Regions from separate parts of the Mus musculus genome. Here region 1 is linked to region 2. Evidence: chromatin contacts called from public Hi-C data. All regions are on one chromosome and are shown on one strand. The core of a region is the stretch at or near the end of the contact, and the rest is flanking DNA. Distances in the headings are between cores, read along the strand shown.

The links. Hi-C and Micro-C count contacts between places; a contact is called where the count stands out from the background.
Region 1: a contact with region 2 is called in a Hi-C map of embryonic stem cells, with 2.6 times the contacts expected there. The contact joins the promoter of 4933429K18Rik here to the enhancer-like site in region 2. A contact is called at or near these places in 1 of 39 promoter capture datasets (neural stem cells), 1 of 15 datasets of contacts at CTCF or cohesin (large pre-B cells), 20 of 484 Hi-C or Micro-C datasets (the G1E-ER4 cell line, the NIH/3T3 cell line, cerebellar granule neurons and 7 more), 18 of 115 datasets of contacts at active chromatin or transcription factors (acute myeloid leukemia, bone marrow-derived macrophages, craniofacial prominence and 12 more) and 2 of 9 other capture datasets (embryonic stem cells and embryonic tail).

What each region holds. Positions count from the first base shown.
Region 1 is chr19:45,724,698-45,731,888 of GRCm38.p6, forward strand. It overlaps 4933429K18Rik (RIKEN cDNA 4933429K18 gene), which reads right to left and starts at 5,861. Exons shown (of 3, transcript NR_045307.1): 1 at 5,208-5,861; 2 at 4,344-4,600; 3 at 1,858-1,961.
Region 2 is chr19:45,207,132-45,214,881 of GRCm38.p6, forward strand. No RefSeq gene overlaps it. Among named protein-coding and RNA genes, the nearest start is that of Lbx1, 26 kb to the right of the region's middle. Within about 2 kb of position 2,225, at least 80 of the 459 cell types and tissues checked have an H3K27ac peak or open chromatin away from gene starts, as enhancers often do. A contact at or near this core is called in acute myeloid leukemia, craniofacial prominence, differentiating embryonic stem cells and 2 more, where this site is marked.

The DNA.
Region 1 (7,191 bases), core at 4,611-7,110, 520 kb after region 2:
AGGGGCCGGTGAGATGGCTCAGTGGGTAAGAGCACCCGACTGCTCTTCCAAAGGTCCGGAGTTCAAATCCCAGCAACCACATGGTGGCTCACAACCATCCGTAACGAGATCTGACGCCCTCTTCTGGTGTGTCTGAAGACAGCTACAGTGTACTTACATATAATAAATAAATAAATCTTAAAAAAAAAAAAGAATCCAAAGATATCAACCCCTGTGTAGGGGCCCAAGTCTCCTTTGTCCCAACCCTACTTTGCTTAATCCTAAGGATCCTCCCACAGGAACTGGGAATCCTATTCAGCCTTTGGAGACCTGTCTGGGCAACTCAGTGCCAGGTAAGCACAATATTTATGTGACAAGGTTCAGTGGCTCATGGGAGGGGTCCCTACTGGTTTCCTGACTACCACGGTACCTCTCTCTGCTGTCTTTGTACCCAGGGTGGGGGTCAAGCCTGACACACTCAGTTCACCAGTGGTATTCTCCCTGGGGCTCATTTATGTTGTGTGAACTCTGCTGAGACCTGTGGTAAGCATTTTATACATGATATGTTCCCTTTTCGGCACCCCACCAGTGGATAGACACCATGGTGAACCCCACTTTACGTATAAGGAGACTGAGCCTCATTGGGTAAAATAATTTTCACAAGGCCACAGGATCCAAGTAAAGAAATGAGCACTTTGGGGCTCCTTGGTCTGTTACCACAGTTTGAAACAAAAAAAAAAAAAAAAAAAAAAAGGCCTTACCTTGATGTTAACCAGGCCTCTTGGGCTCTAGAGTTCAACATGGCAGAAGAGCCTTTAGTCCACTATACTCAGAAATCCCTGCTCTTTGATGCTAGGTAAACCGTTACCCTGCTAGCTAGCTCTATCACCTGTGGCCAATTGCCTGTGCCCTGTGGGCCTCAGTTTCCCTGTCAGTAAAAAGAGGTGGGACTGTTGCCTAGATCACAGACATGAGCCACGTGCCTGGCACTCGTTGGGCATTTGGTAAACCGAGAGTTGTCGATTCTGGCCCCCTTCCCTGATTGCCTACCGCAGGCCCCTGAGTTCCCGGCTGGCCCTTCCCTTCAGGCTAACAGCAGCCCATTACTGTAAGTGGAAGCAGCTGGGAGGCATGGGGGGTGGGAACCAGGGAGGAGAGGGGACAGCTTGAGTGACTGCAGGCCAACCCTGAAGGCCTCCTGGGGGACTTGGGCCGTGGCCACAGGTGTACCAATTACTCTCCCTGAGAAGCAAGCCTGCCTTCCCACCGTCTCGGCCCTGACCTCGGTTCTGTGGGAGGCAGGGGCGGCACAACTGCCTGGTCGTTTGTCTTCAGGGTTTCATGGCCTCTCTGAGGCTTCCAAGCGCTTTGCAAGATTTCTCTCCCTCTCCAGCCCCTTCCCAGTTAAGGAGCCTCTTCTTGGCAGCTCGGGTTTCATTCCTGGGGGCTCTGTTCCAAGTGGAAGTTTCTGGTTGGGGTAATACCTAGGTGTTCGTGGTCAGAGGTTGCTCTGGGAACATTTCTGCTAGCCCAGGTGCTCTGAGGACAGCTGTGGGGTTGGCTTGTCGTCCTGGAGGTGCACTCTCCTCTGGGACCCAAGAAGGTCCCTGAATGGCAAGCCCAGAACTCACCCATCCACCTCTGCCTCGCTGGAGGGTCTCAGCGTCATCTCCTGGATGCCCAGAAGAGCCCTGAAGAGCTCAGCCTCGCCTTCTCCTCCTGCCACAGCTGTACCTCAAGAACACTAGAAGAATCTACACTGCCAAGACAAGACATGAGCAGCTATTGTACAAGCAACCTTTCCTGTCTAGGTTTGCCTTCTGTGGGGGGAGGGGTTTCTATTGCTGGAAAAAAAACCCCACATATCTCTAATTTAATATTTAGAATTATACTTATTTATTGAATATGTGACCAGGTGCACCATGGCCCATGTAGAAGTTCGAAGACAACTTGTAGAACTTGGTTCTCCCACCATGTGGGGCCTGGAATTAAACACAGGGGTCGGGCTTGGTGACATGCGTCAACACCTGCTGAGCCGGCTCACTGGTCCTCCTCTCTCTTTTCAAGCCTGGTTTATTGGCACAGGCTGGTCTCAGAGTCACTATCTGGCCAAGGATAACCATAACTTTTTCTTTCCCCTCCTCTGCCTCCCAGGAGGTGGGATTGATAGCTGTGTGCACCTTACCCAGGTGCATGCTGGGAACTGAGGCCTGAGCTGCACACATAGTAGGCAGTGCTCCACTGACTGACATACGACGAGACAACTAAGGTACAGAAAAGATGAAAGTTGTCAACGCCTGGTAGCACACATGTGTAACCGCAAGCAACTGAGGTAGAGGGTCTCAAATTTGAGGCCATCTTGGCTCACATGGGGAGTTGCACGGGGAGTGCACCCTGACTTCACAAACCAAACCAAAAATGTTAAAAGGAAGGAAGGAGGAAAAGACGAACGTCCCTGAGACTCCTCGCTCACTGTTAGCTCTTGTCTTCTCTGTGACCCCTTTGGAGATTCAGATGAGCAGGGTACCAGGTGCCCCAGTAGGAGCTACCCGGACCATGTCGCGTGACAAGTACAGGTTTGCTAGTTTGGGAGCCCAGTGGAGACCTTGCCTCGCAGACCCCATTCCTTCCACCAGTGAGAGCAGAACTGAACTTGAGCTGAGCTGGGATTGGCTGCCTCCAGCGAAGCCAACCCGGGGCTTCCTTCTACTGTGTTCCCCTGAGCACCTTCCTCCCCAGCTCACCTTCCTCACCCAGCCCCTCCCCTTCCTGTCTCAACCTCAAGCGCCCATCACCATTGCCTGACTGCACGTGCCAGACGGGAGCAGGCGTTGAGATCTCTCTATTCTGCTCAGCGTGGCTTCCAAACTCTGCATTTCTGGTGCCTGACCATGCCATGTTAACTCAAGGCACTCAGGAAAGGAAAAGGTGAGCTTTTGCCTTTAGGGACACAAGAAGCCCTGGATGCCAGATTTCTGTCCTTGATCTTTCTCTCCTCTATTTTTTTCAGACTCCAGGCAGCTCAGACTGAACCTCCTCATCTTGGCTTTGTGCTTTTTGGAGAGTTGGAGGGAGCTCAGAGGAGCGAGATGTACGAGTTTACATCCCAGCCCCTTAAGAACAAGCAGGAAAAACTTCTCCCCTGCAGACAATCAGTGCATCTGCACCTCTTGCTTCTGCTGAGGGTCCAGGCCTTAGGCAGCCACACCTGCTTGAGTAAATGCAAGGCTGAGAGAAAGGCTGGGCATCTGATGGGCACATAGAAACTTGCCCTTGATCTTTGCCAGCTGTTGGGTGACCTCAGGCCCTCGGGCTACTAAACTGTTTCCCAAGAAAGCAGCCTCCATAGAGGCCCAGTGCATCTTCTTACGGTACCAGTGATGGTGTCAATCTGCACGCCTGACCTCAGAGCCCTTACTCAGGTGGCCCAGCTCCTCCCACAGAGTCCCTGCCCACAGAAGCCACTGGTCCAAAGAGTGACATTCTAAAGCACCCGCTGGACTCCCCTACTCACACAAACGTTGATGCTGACCATTCTAATCGGATCCAGGATAGTTCCATCCCGTGGTCTCGCAGGCCTATCTCTCGGGCCAGCTGTTCTCAACCTTTGGTTTGCAAGGCCTTTGGCGGTCAAACGACTTTTTCATAGGGGTCATATATCAAATATTCTGCATATCAGGTATTTACATTACAATCCATAACACTAGCAAAATCACAGCTACAGGAGCAACAAAATAATTTTATGGCTGGTGGTCACCACAGCACGAGGAACTGTAAAGGGTTGCAGCATTAGGAAGGTTGAAACAGCCGGGTGTGGTGGTGCACGCCTTTAATCCCAGCACTTGGGAGGCAGAGGCAGACAGATTTCTGAGTTCAAGGCCAGCCTGGTCTACAGAGTGAATTCCAGGACAGCCAAGGCTACACAGAAAAACCCTGTCTCAAAAAAAAAAAAAAAAAAAAAACAAACAAAAACAAAAAAAAAAAAGAAAAGAAAAGAAAAGAAATTTCAGATACCACAAACTTAGGCTCTGTCCCCCTCCTCTCACTCAGCACAGACCCAGGCCCTTTTTAGCTCTTGAGTCATTTGGCTCATTTTTGTCTCCTGGCTCTTAGACCCTCAACTAACAAACCGCACCTCACTTATGGGTAACCTTGAAGCCACTCTCCCTCCCTGAGCTGCTACATCGCATCCCGTCACAGGAACATCTGCTGGCAGCTCAGGATCTGAACCTCCAGCCTTCCCTTGGGAGAATCAGGACCAGTTTCAGGGAAGTGGCTGGAACCTGAGCCCAAGCCCAGCCTCCGCTGACCTGCCTGTTCTATCAGGACAGCCATCAGTAGGTCCTCCACAGTGGATTACCCACCATGAATGTTTCATGGGCTTGCTCTTAGGCACTGTGTAGAAGGCAGTGACTCCAGGGAAGGCTGTCGAAGAAACCAAAGGAGGCAGGGCAGGAGGCAAGCGGAACAGTGCAGTATAGCACAGGTATTTGTTAGGATGGAACGCAGGATTTCTTTGTGGAGGACGATGTCGTGAGATGTGATGGTGTTTGTCAAATTGAAATGGTTGGATCTGAAGCCTTTGTCCAGCATACACAAGATCAAGTGATCCATTCCAGATCTGGAAAGGAAGAAAAAGAGTGAGATAGATAGATAAATGATAAATAGACAGTAGATAGATAAATAGATAGATAGATAGATAGATAGATAGATAGATAGATAGATAGATAGATAGACAGATAGACAGATAGATATAGATAAAGGGCACACATTTAAACCCAGCAGCCAGGAAACAGAGGCAGGTAAATCTCTGTGGGTTTGAGGCCAGTGGTATACATAAAGAGTTCTAGGCCAGTTAGGGCTACATAGTGAGATCATTTCTAAAAGAAAGAAAGAAAGAAAGAAAGAAAGAAAGAAAGAAAGAAAGAAAGAAAGAAAGAAAGAGAAAGGAAAGGAAGAAAGAAAGAAAGAAAGAAAGAAAGAAAGAAAGAAAGAAAGAAAAAAGGAAGGAAGGAAGGAAGGAAGGAAGGAAGGAAGGAAGGAAAAAAATGAAATTATTAAATCAGACACTGGACATAACATGGGATCCATGACAGTGGAGGTATTTAGGGACAAATGACATTTAGGGGACCACTCTGTCTTGAGTCCAGGTCCCAGACATTCCCCTGAGGTCTTCCATAATATGTGCCTTCGGGCAGAGGGACAGATGTAATTTGATGGTCACTGACCTGTTCTCCACACAGTTGTCCTGGGTCTCAGGACCAAGGTGTCCAGGCTGCTGGCAGATGTCATGGGTCCTCCCAGGATCCCTTGCAGGCTTCAGGCTCAGGTATTTCCCAGAGGGAGGAACAGGTTGCCACTCCAGAAGGGCTTTCTTCAGGCTTCTCCTGCATATCTCAGAGCAGCACCCAGGCCTGGGCTCTTGTTCTGAGTACTTCCAGTCAGGTCCTACACTCGAGCCATACGATCTTTAACCACTGGGAGCTAGGCCACGATCCCCAAATGTCAGGGCAAAGGACTATGTTCAGCAGGGGACAGTGCCTGGACAGTCCTTTCTCCTTCCACCGACAGCCAAGCAAGGAAGGGCAAACAAGTGTTCCCTGAATCAGCCCAGGGCTTCCTCGTGTTTTTTGCTGAGGGATAGAGCCCAGGCCTCGCTCAGTGTCTGCCAAGCAGAGGGAGGGGGCTCACAAGCGATCAGCTCTGGGCCTGCCCAGATGGACAGTCACTTCTTAGGGTGCAGCGAGACCCAGATGGGAGGGAGAGCAACCAACAGATCCTTCTTGGCACAACCTTCCAGAATAACATGGGACTTGGGGATCCCCCCGGAGTTCCTGCCAGCTCCCCATCTGTCTCCCCACCACTTACTCCTCCTCTCTTCTCTGCTCTCTCTGTCTTTTAATTCCCCACTCACCATCTTTACTGAAGCCCCTTGGTTGCTATGGAAACCCAATGCAACCAAGGAAGCAGAATTTGGAGGGGTTCTGAGGTTTCCAGTCCAATAGGTCCTGCTTTGATCTCCATTTGTCCAAGCTTAGGGAACATTTACCGTGCCTTCAAAAAATGGGTTTGTGGTCTCCTGTAAACAGTAGAGGCGTGAACTATGTACCTCGGCTCACACCTATAATCCCAACATTCAGTAAGCTCGTGTAGGAAGATTGTCAACAGTTCAAGGCTAGCCTGGACTACATTGTGAATTCTGTCAGCCCAATCTTGTCTCAAATATATAAGTAAGTAAATAAATAAGTACGAAGGTAGCATAGCTCAGATGAGCTAGGTGGTCAGCATTCAGCAGTGCTGTCTTAGGCAATGAGCAAGTTACACCAAGGTTCTCGCTCTTTGGGAAGGTACAGCTAGACAGAGCAGAATCTAAGAAACAGAAACCAGGAAAATACCAGTGAGTGGGGAGAATAACATAGAAAATAGGACAGACCTTCATGGTGCCAGGCCTGTTGCTGGCTAGCTTTCATCGACTTGACAGAAACGCAAGTCACCTGGGAAGAAGGGTAAGGCATAGTTCTCCATCACACTGCCCTTGTCTGCCTGTCTGAGGGGAATTTTCTTGATTGGCGATTGATTGATGTGAAAGTCCCAGCTCACTGTGGGCAGTGCCGCCCTTATGCAGGTGGTCTGGAGTTGTATAAAGAAGCAAACTGAGCAAGCCTCGGGGAGCAAGCCAGTGAGCAGCACTCCTCTTGGGTCTTGGCTTCAGTTTCTGTCTCCAGGTTACTGACTTAAGCCCTTGCGTTGACTTCCCTCAATGATGGATTGGAGTCCGTAAGCCAAACAAATGCCCCTTCCAATCCAAGCTGCTTCTAGTCCGTGTTTATCACAGCAACGGAGGAGCAAACTAGGAGGATTGTAAACCTCACTACTTGGGAGCTGAGGCAAGATTTCAAACCCAAGGTCAAGGCCAGCCTAGGCATCTTAATAAAACTTTTTTTTCCCAATAGTTGTCCTGTGACTTCCATGTGCACGCCACCGTATGTAAACTCCCATTTCCAAAAAACCCAAAACAACTAAGGTATGAACTAAAAAGCAGAAAGAGGACTTGCCCAGCATATGTGAGGCCTCAGCACTGCACAAGGGAACAAAGAAATCAGAGAGTTCTTTACTGCACCCACCCATCTCATGACCCTGTAGGACAAGCGTTCCCAGCAGGGAGGGCAGCAGGCACGGAGACAGGCAAACACCCACTTAGCTTGTGTGAGA
Region 2 (7,750 bases), core at 975-3,474:
AGCTGACTAACACAAAAAGTTATTTCAAAATGGAATGTACTAGAAGTCCCCAAAGGCCATAGAACTAAAGCAAATGAAGACCAACAATGAGAAGCTCGCATTGGCGCTGTACGGCCAGGCTTGCACCGCTGAAGTATGACTTTCCTTCACTGCTGCCTCTCCAGAGTCCATACTTCAGGGCTCAGAGCTGGAAGTGTGTGGTCAGGTGCCCAACCTGACGCTTAGCGGTCGTGGGTTAGCGGTCGTGGGTTAGCGGTCGTGGGTTAGCGGTCGTGGGAGCTCTTCTGAACTCAAAAGGACGGTTTTCTCATTTTTAGAGAACATTCCTCCGTTTGTGGTGGGAAGTGAAGGGCAAGCCTGGTTGCCATGGTGCTGAGGTCAGGGGATAACATGTGAGGGTCCTGGGGATCCAACTCACCAGCCTGATTTTCTCACTTCTAAGGGTTTTAGAACAGCTACAGAAAGCAAAGCAATGCTTTGATTTTTGGTTTTATGGTTTTTTTTTTGTTTGTTTTTGTTTTTCTTTTCGAAGAGATTGAGGGAGATTTCAGCCAACCGGTGCAGGCCTTTATTTCCAGCACTTGGGAGGCAGAAGCAGGCAGATCTCTGAGTTCAAGCCAGCCTGGTCTACAAAGCATGTCTCAGGACAGTCAGGACGGTCTCACCCAGCATGGGCTCTGCCTTGGCTCCTTCTCTAGCACAGGCTGCAGGCCAGTGTTCTCCCCCCAACCCCCACTTCCTTCCTCCCTCGCCCTGGCCAACCGACCTCCAAACTCACCTTCTCAGAGGACATAACTTTTGTGACATTCTGGTGGCTTTCTGTCCCTGTCTTTTGAGATGCATCTCGAGATGATGTTCCCAGCTGCTCAGTGTCCTACCGTAGGGAGGGGGGGGGCACATGTGTGACGAGAGGGAGACTTCAGAGCAAAAACCCTAGTTTATGACTGCTGTGTTCCTGGCTCTGAGCCCCTAGAACAGCCTCCTACCCTGTGACTGGGAGTCTCTCCTGACCCGATTTCCTTTCCGTAGACACTCCTCTCTGGTTCTGCTTCTTGCAAGCCGCCGTTTCCCTCCTAACCCAGAGCTTATTTCCTTAATTAATGTATCTCACACTCCAAGAATGTCGGGGGTGGGGTCCCCGGGGCAGCGCCGGTCTTCCTTTCTGTTCTTCACCTACTACTGGAAAGCCCTCCCTCTCTGGCTTCAGGCCATCAGCTCGGCCCTGATAGTCCCTCAATGCTCACGTGTCTTCTTATCCACTTACCTCCTACCGGCTGTCCCTCGGCTCAGGATGGGGTTTGGGTTTCCCTTCCGCAGAGTAGGAAGATGTGGTGACCGTCTAAGCAGAGAAGCCTTGCGTTCCGCCTCTCCGCCCCATGACCCTGGTTGGCTGAAGTTGGCTTTTCTGTGCCTCTCTATCAGCATCTCCCCGACCCCCCAGGGTGACGAACTTACCCTTGTAGGCTAAACCCCCAGCCTCTGCTTTTCCTGACTGTCTTCGTGTTGAATCCTGCCTGCGGGAGACCCCTCCGGCTCCCCGACTGGGAGGTGTTCTATTACACAGCAAAGTGCGGTTTAAGTAGCTGTAAGGAAATGTGACAGAAAAGTCTGTCGGGGTTCAGTCAGACTTGCCAAAACTTGGTGTAACTTTTGGAAGTTGTCAGTGTGCCTCCTAAGGAAACCTGATCTGATGGAAGCCGGAGGAGTCGGGGACGGTCAGGTAAGAGGCCGGAAGCATTGTGGAGGAGGGGCAGACAGAGTTCAGCACCCACCCCCGCGTCATAGCCTAAGAAGACCCTGGGGGTTGGGAACCGGAGACTTCTTTCTCCGAGTGCTACCAGACAAAGGCAGACGAAGCAGTAGGATTCCTCCAAGTTTTACTCTGGGGGTCATGGGGCAGACCATGCTGGTGTGGGGTAGGCTTAGAAGTAAATTAAAGCTGGGCATGGTGGCGCACGCCTTTAATCCCAGCGCTCAGGAGGCAGAGGCAGGTGGATTTCTGAGTTCGAGGCCAGCCTGGTCTACAAAGTGAGTTCCAGGACAGCCAGGGCTATACAGAGAAACCCTGTCTCGAAAAACAACAACAACAACAAAACAAAACAAAAAGAAGTAAATTAAAATAAGACAAGATTCCCTCCCATGAGTCTTTTAGCCTGAGGTCAGGGACATCTAGACCCTGGAAGGAAAGGCCTTCCCTCTTAGAGACCAGAAGTTGGAAATTCCTGAAGAACAAAGACCAAAGCCTCTGCCAGGTGGGGCTCAGAATAGCTAACAAGTGTCCCAACAGAGAGCCTGACAGATAGTGACACCTTTAGTCACTCCACTCAGGAGGCAGAGGCAAGTGGATCTCTGTGAGTTCAAGGCCAGCCTAGATTGCAGAGTGAGTTTCAGGCCAGCCAGGACTACACAGAGTCACCCTGTCTCAGAAAAACAAAAACAAAAGAAACAAAAAGAGAACCTTAGCAGAGGCTAAAGATGTTCCTTGCTTGACTGGGAGAGTGCTGGCCTAGCTGTGTGAAGCCTGGACTCCCAGGTTCGGTGCCCAGCATTAATAAACTGCGTGTGTGGTGACGCGTATTTGTAAGCCCGACACTTGGAGGTATAGGTGGAAGGACCAGAATTTCAAGGTGTCTTCCTTGGCTACACAGCCAGCTTGAGATCAGCCTGGAAAACATTAGACCCTGCCTCAAACAAAACACTCAACAGGCTCAAACCGGAAGTGTCGAAACCGATCTTCCCAGGTTACACAGACTTTCTGAGAATCTCCCAGCTTCCGTCCTGGCCCAGTCAGGGCTCGGTCTGCCTTCCTTCCATGGGCAGTGTACCCGCCCGGGTGTGCCAGCCTTACCCAAGCCAGCCTCCAGCCCTGACATGATCTCTCTGGTCTCAGCAAGCCGAGCTACCCGAGGCTTCAATTAGGCGCCACTTCAAAAGCTTTCTGAAGCAGGTGAGAGATAATATGTAAACAAGAGCCTCCATGAGTCATTGGCCCTTCCTATCCACCCGGTGGCTCCTCTGCCAGTCTCTGAAGAACCAGCCTGGGTTGTCTCCCAGAGCAGATGCTATCCTGGGGCCAAGGCCTGTCCAGGCTCCTCTGCCACCACTACTGCCTGCATCTTCTTCAGCATACGCCCAATGTCAACCAAGCCCTGACTCACACGTGTAACTCTTAACCCTCCAGCCAACCTCAGGAGTCCGGCTGAGCTTATCTTAATCTGGCACACTTCTTCCCCAGCTCTTCCTGTACCTTCTAGAACCTCCACCTGTGCACAGACACACCACACACCACAGACACACACCACACACATACACACACATAGACACACATCCACTGCACACCACACACACTACAGATTCTGAGGCTTGAAATTTCTCACTGGGTAAAGAACTGACTGCCCAGGCGAGTCAATGGTGCTCAGATTCCCAGCGCCCATGTAAATGCCGAGTGGGTGCAGTGCTCTGCCCATGACCCCACACTCAGAAGGTGGAAATCAAGAACCTCTGAAGCAAGCTGACTAGGTAGAGCATCCCAGTGGTCAAGCTCTGGGTTCACCTAGGTGACCCTGCTTCAATCTATAAGGTGGAGGGCAGTGGAGGAAGATACCTAACATCAGCCTCAGGCCTCAGAAAATGCATGTATACCCACACACATGTGAGCATGCACACATGTGTGCATTCATACCACACACATACATGTGCACGTGTGCAAATAAGTAAATAACCCAAGATCAAAAACCTAAGAGTACATATTGGACCCCATGCTGACTAGAGCTGAATTGCATAGACTGGGTGAGGAAAAATCCTTGGTTGAAGGTTCAGTGGTAGAGAAATAAAAAAGGAAAAAGTTGGTCAGGCCTGGTGGTGCACACCTGTAATCCCAGGTCCTTTGGAGGTTGAGGCAGGAGGATTGCATAGTCTCAGACCCACCCAAGCAACAAAGGGAGAGGAAAAGGAGGAGGAAGAGGAGGAAGGCAGCTGATGTGCTGAGACCAACAAGAAAGGCATGAGAAGCAGGTGGGTAAATGACAAACAGCCCAGTGTTCTTGCTTCCTGCCCTTTCTGCCATGTTCTCCAAACCTCACAATGCATCCTGACTTGGGATTTTGTGAGTATAAATAACAAAATGTGCCCAGCCTAACCAGTAGAATGGCAGTCATCATAGCATGCAGGTGTCTCCTAGAACTCTGGGACAGGTGGCACAGCTTGGCCTTCCAGAAAGACCTGGAAGTCTGGTATAACCCTTCTCTCCCCAGGCCCTGTGGTCTTGGGCATCTTGATAGAGACCAGCATCCTCTGGTTTGCCTGCACATGAATCTGAGCATCACTGTCCACCATTCCAGAATATATAGGTTCAAGTGGCCACAGCGTTCTCCTGATTGCCCTGAAAGAAGAGTCTGGATCAATGTTTAGCTTATCCAGCTAGCCATGTCTGGGTGGCTTACTTCCTGGAAGTATCCAAGTGGGCTGCCTTACACATGTATTATACCAAAATACTGTGAGCAGTATCTTAGTTTGGGTTTTATTGCTGTGAAGAGACGCCATTACCAAGGCAACTCTAATAAAGGAAATGTTTAACTGGGGCTGTATTATAGTTCAGAGGTTCAATCCATGATCATTATTATCAGCATGGTGGGAAGCATGGCATTGTGCAGGTAGACTGGAGACACTGAGAGTTCTAGATCTTGATCTGAAGGCAGCCAGAAAGAGACTATCTTCTATCCTGGGCAGAGCCTGAGCATAGGAATTCTCAAAGGTCACCTACACAGTGACACACTTTGTCCAACAAGGTCACATCTTTTTCAACAAGGCCAGACCTCCTTGAATCTGTGGGGGTCAAACCTATTCAAACCACCACAAGCAGCTTTCATTCACTGTCATCGAATAAAACCAACCAAGACAATTGCAGATAGACTTGGACCACCTCTTTGCCCTCCACCTTTTCTTATTGGAGATGTGTGGTACACAGACATGGCCAGCTGTTGGAAACACCAGTCCACTTCCACTGCGCATGCTGGGAACAGCCTTCCACAATGAGTGCCATGTGAACCATATTTTGTTGGAATGGCACCCCAGTTTCTTCCTTCTCCACAACCCCTTTCCATCCCTGATGCAGAACTGGCCAGTAGCATAGCATCTTAGATGTTTTCTGCATCCTATGGAGGATAGCAAAGAATTCCACAGAACATTTCAAACGCAAACTCCTACAAGGTTATCATAACCTGCCCATTCAGGAAGGACAAATATCAATATTCACCATCACAGGGCAATCCCGGAATCATGTAGACTTGACACCAAATAGATACATGGCTGTATGAAGCCACTTTCCAACAGCGAGCTGCTTAGTAGTCTGGCAACCTAGCAGCAGCCTGGGTGGCCCTTGGGATGCACATGGGATGCAGGAAGGTGATGTCGCAAGAACTCTCATCAACAGGAACAAATAGTTACCAGGAACAAAGCTGCAGGCCTGAAGCAAAAAGAAAAGAGAGATTAAATGTCAGGCAGAGCCTTGTCTTAACAAAGGTTAACGTCACCAGCAGTGAGTCATATTGGTTGTATATCCTCCCTGATACCTGTGTCCCTGGTGGGATGTGGTGAGAAGGGCTCTTCACCTCTGTGGTCCTCCCTAACCCAGTCTAGGCACAAGGAAACCACCAGGCAAGTCCAAGATACATCTGTGACTCTCGGTCCTAATTGTCAACTTGTCTGGGTTGGAAACCAATGAAAAGAGTCCCCTTGTGAGGGATTGTCATGGTTAGATTATCTCAAGTGGGAAGACCCATTCTCGGTGTAGATGGCAGCCCAAACAGTAAGAAATGTAGCCAGGAACCGACTAATGTCATTAGTCCTAGCCCTTGGGAGATAGATGCAGATTGTTCTCTTGAGTCCAAGGACAGCCTGATCTACATACTGAGTTCCAGGACAGCCAGGGATTCATTGTGAGAGCCTGTCTCAAAACAAGCTAACACCAGAGATGGAGGACAGAGGCTTTGCTTTCACCTGCTAGCTCTCACTATTGCTGGAGTGTTCATCCACCCTGTCGCTGCTGCATCTTTCACTGATGTTAGAACCCTGCCGCTAGTCTTTGCTACTTTGTGGGTTGTTCTTTTCCCCACCCTTAATCCTCCAGGTTTCACCCCCTCCCCCAAAACACACGAGATAGAAGAGAAAGGAAGGGAGAGGGGAGAGAGAGTTCCCCTGAATATGACTTCTGTCCTTTTGTTTGTTCTTTGAGAACAACTACCAACAAACCATAACAAACCTATGTAAATGACCAACAACCATCTCACCCTACTTCTCGGGGGCCTTAACTTTTATAGATAGACTCTCTGAAAAGTTCCCGGAATTCCAAACATCACACAATTGCAGACGTTATCTGCAGCTGGCAAAACCATGCTTCTACTAGAGCACAAGGCAAATCATAGTCAGCTGCTATGGACAGTCCGAAGCAGCCCCACATTCCCACACCTGGGACTAAAACCGGAGCACATTCTTAAAATATATCAGTGTTTTTAAAAGAAATCAAAATTTCAGGATTTTCAAAAGTGAACCTAGTATCTTGAGAGCTTCCAACATGGACTGAAGACCAGCAGGTCTCCGATAATCGCCCTCAGGAAACCCTCGGAAACCAACCCACCCCCCCCCCCCCCAGCCTTCAGTACCAGATTGGGAATGCAGAGACACACAAGCCTCTCCTCTGAGCAGCAGCCGTGTTCTCAGCCTCCAATGTGACAGCTGTAGGGGACTGTGCAGACCACAGGGCACAAGCCAACTGAATAAATCCCCCTTTAGTCTAAGTTCATCAGGTCGATTCTGGTCCTCTAGAGAATTCTGCTTAATACAACACGCCAGACCTGCCTCTCCGAGCTGGAAACAACGAAAAACAAAGAATGTCTGAGAATCACTGGTCACAGAAAGACTAAGAATCCGAGGCCTCTGACACCACGAGGTGTCTAACGGGATGCGACGGGGTGTCCTAAAGACAACCAGAGGCAGGAAAAGAATGTTAGAGGGAAAGTTGGTAACACTGGAACGAATGGGTAGCTTGGCTACAGCAATGTATGGATATTGCTTGCTGAGCTGGGGACAAAGGTGGTGATGCAATGCTTCAGTAGTTGACAGTGTGTGAGAGAGCCGTGTGTACTCCTTTTCAAAGTGTTTCTATCTAAATGGGTCATGTGCACAAGTCTTTAATCCCAGGATTCAGGAGGCAGAGGCAGGTGGATCTCTGAGTTTGAGGCCAGTCTGGTCCACAGAGTGAGTTCCAAGACAGCCAGGGTCACACAGAGAAACCCTGTCTCAAGCAACAACAACAAGCAAAAATAATAATGATGATAAAGCCAGGCATGATGGCACACACATTTTATCCCAGCGCTCAGGAGGCAGAGGCAGGCCGATTTCTGAGTTTGAGGCCAGCCTGGTCTAAAGAGTGTGTTCTGGGACAGCCAGGGCTACACAGAGAAACCCTGTCTCGAAAAACAAAAGTAAAATAAAATAAAAAAAGGGGGAAGGTAAAGTGTAGCATGGGGGCGTGGGGAGATCAGTAAACCTGGTTTTAGGCTTAAGAAAAGAGAAAACTTGAATGGCAGAAACCTGGGAACTCCTGAGCTGACCCGCAGAGGCCTCAGTCTTGGCCCACACCGGCATCTGCCTCTTGCACACCCAAGCAAACAGCTTCCCTTACCTCTGGGCAGAAGACGCAACCTCCAGCGACTTCAGTGTGCATTCAGAGTTCCCATGCAAATGGTCACAC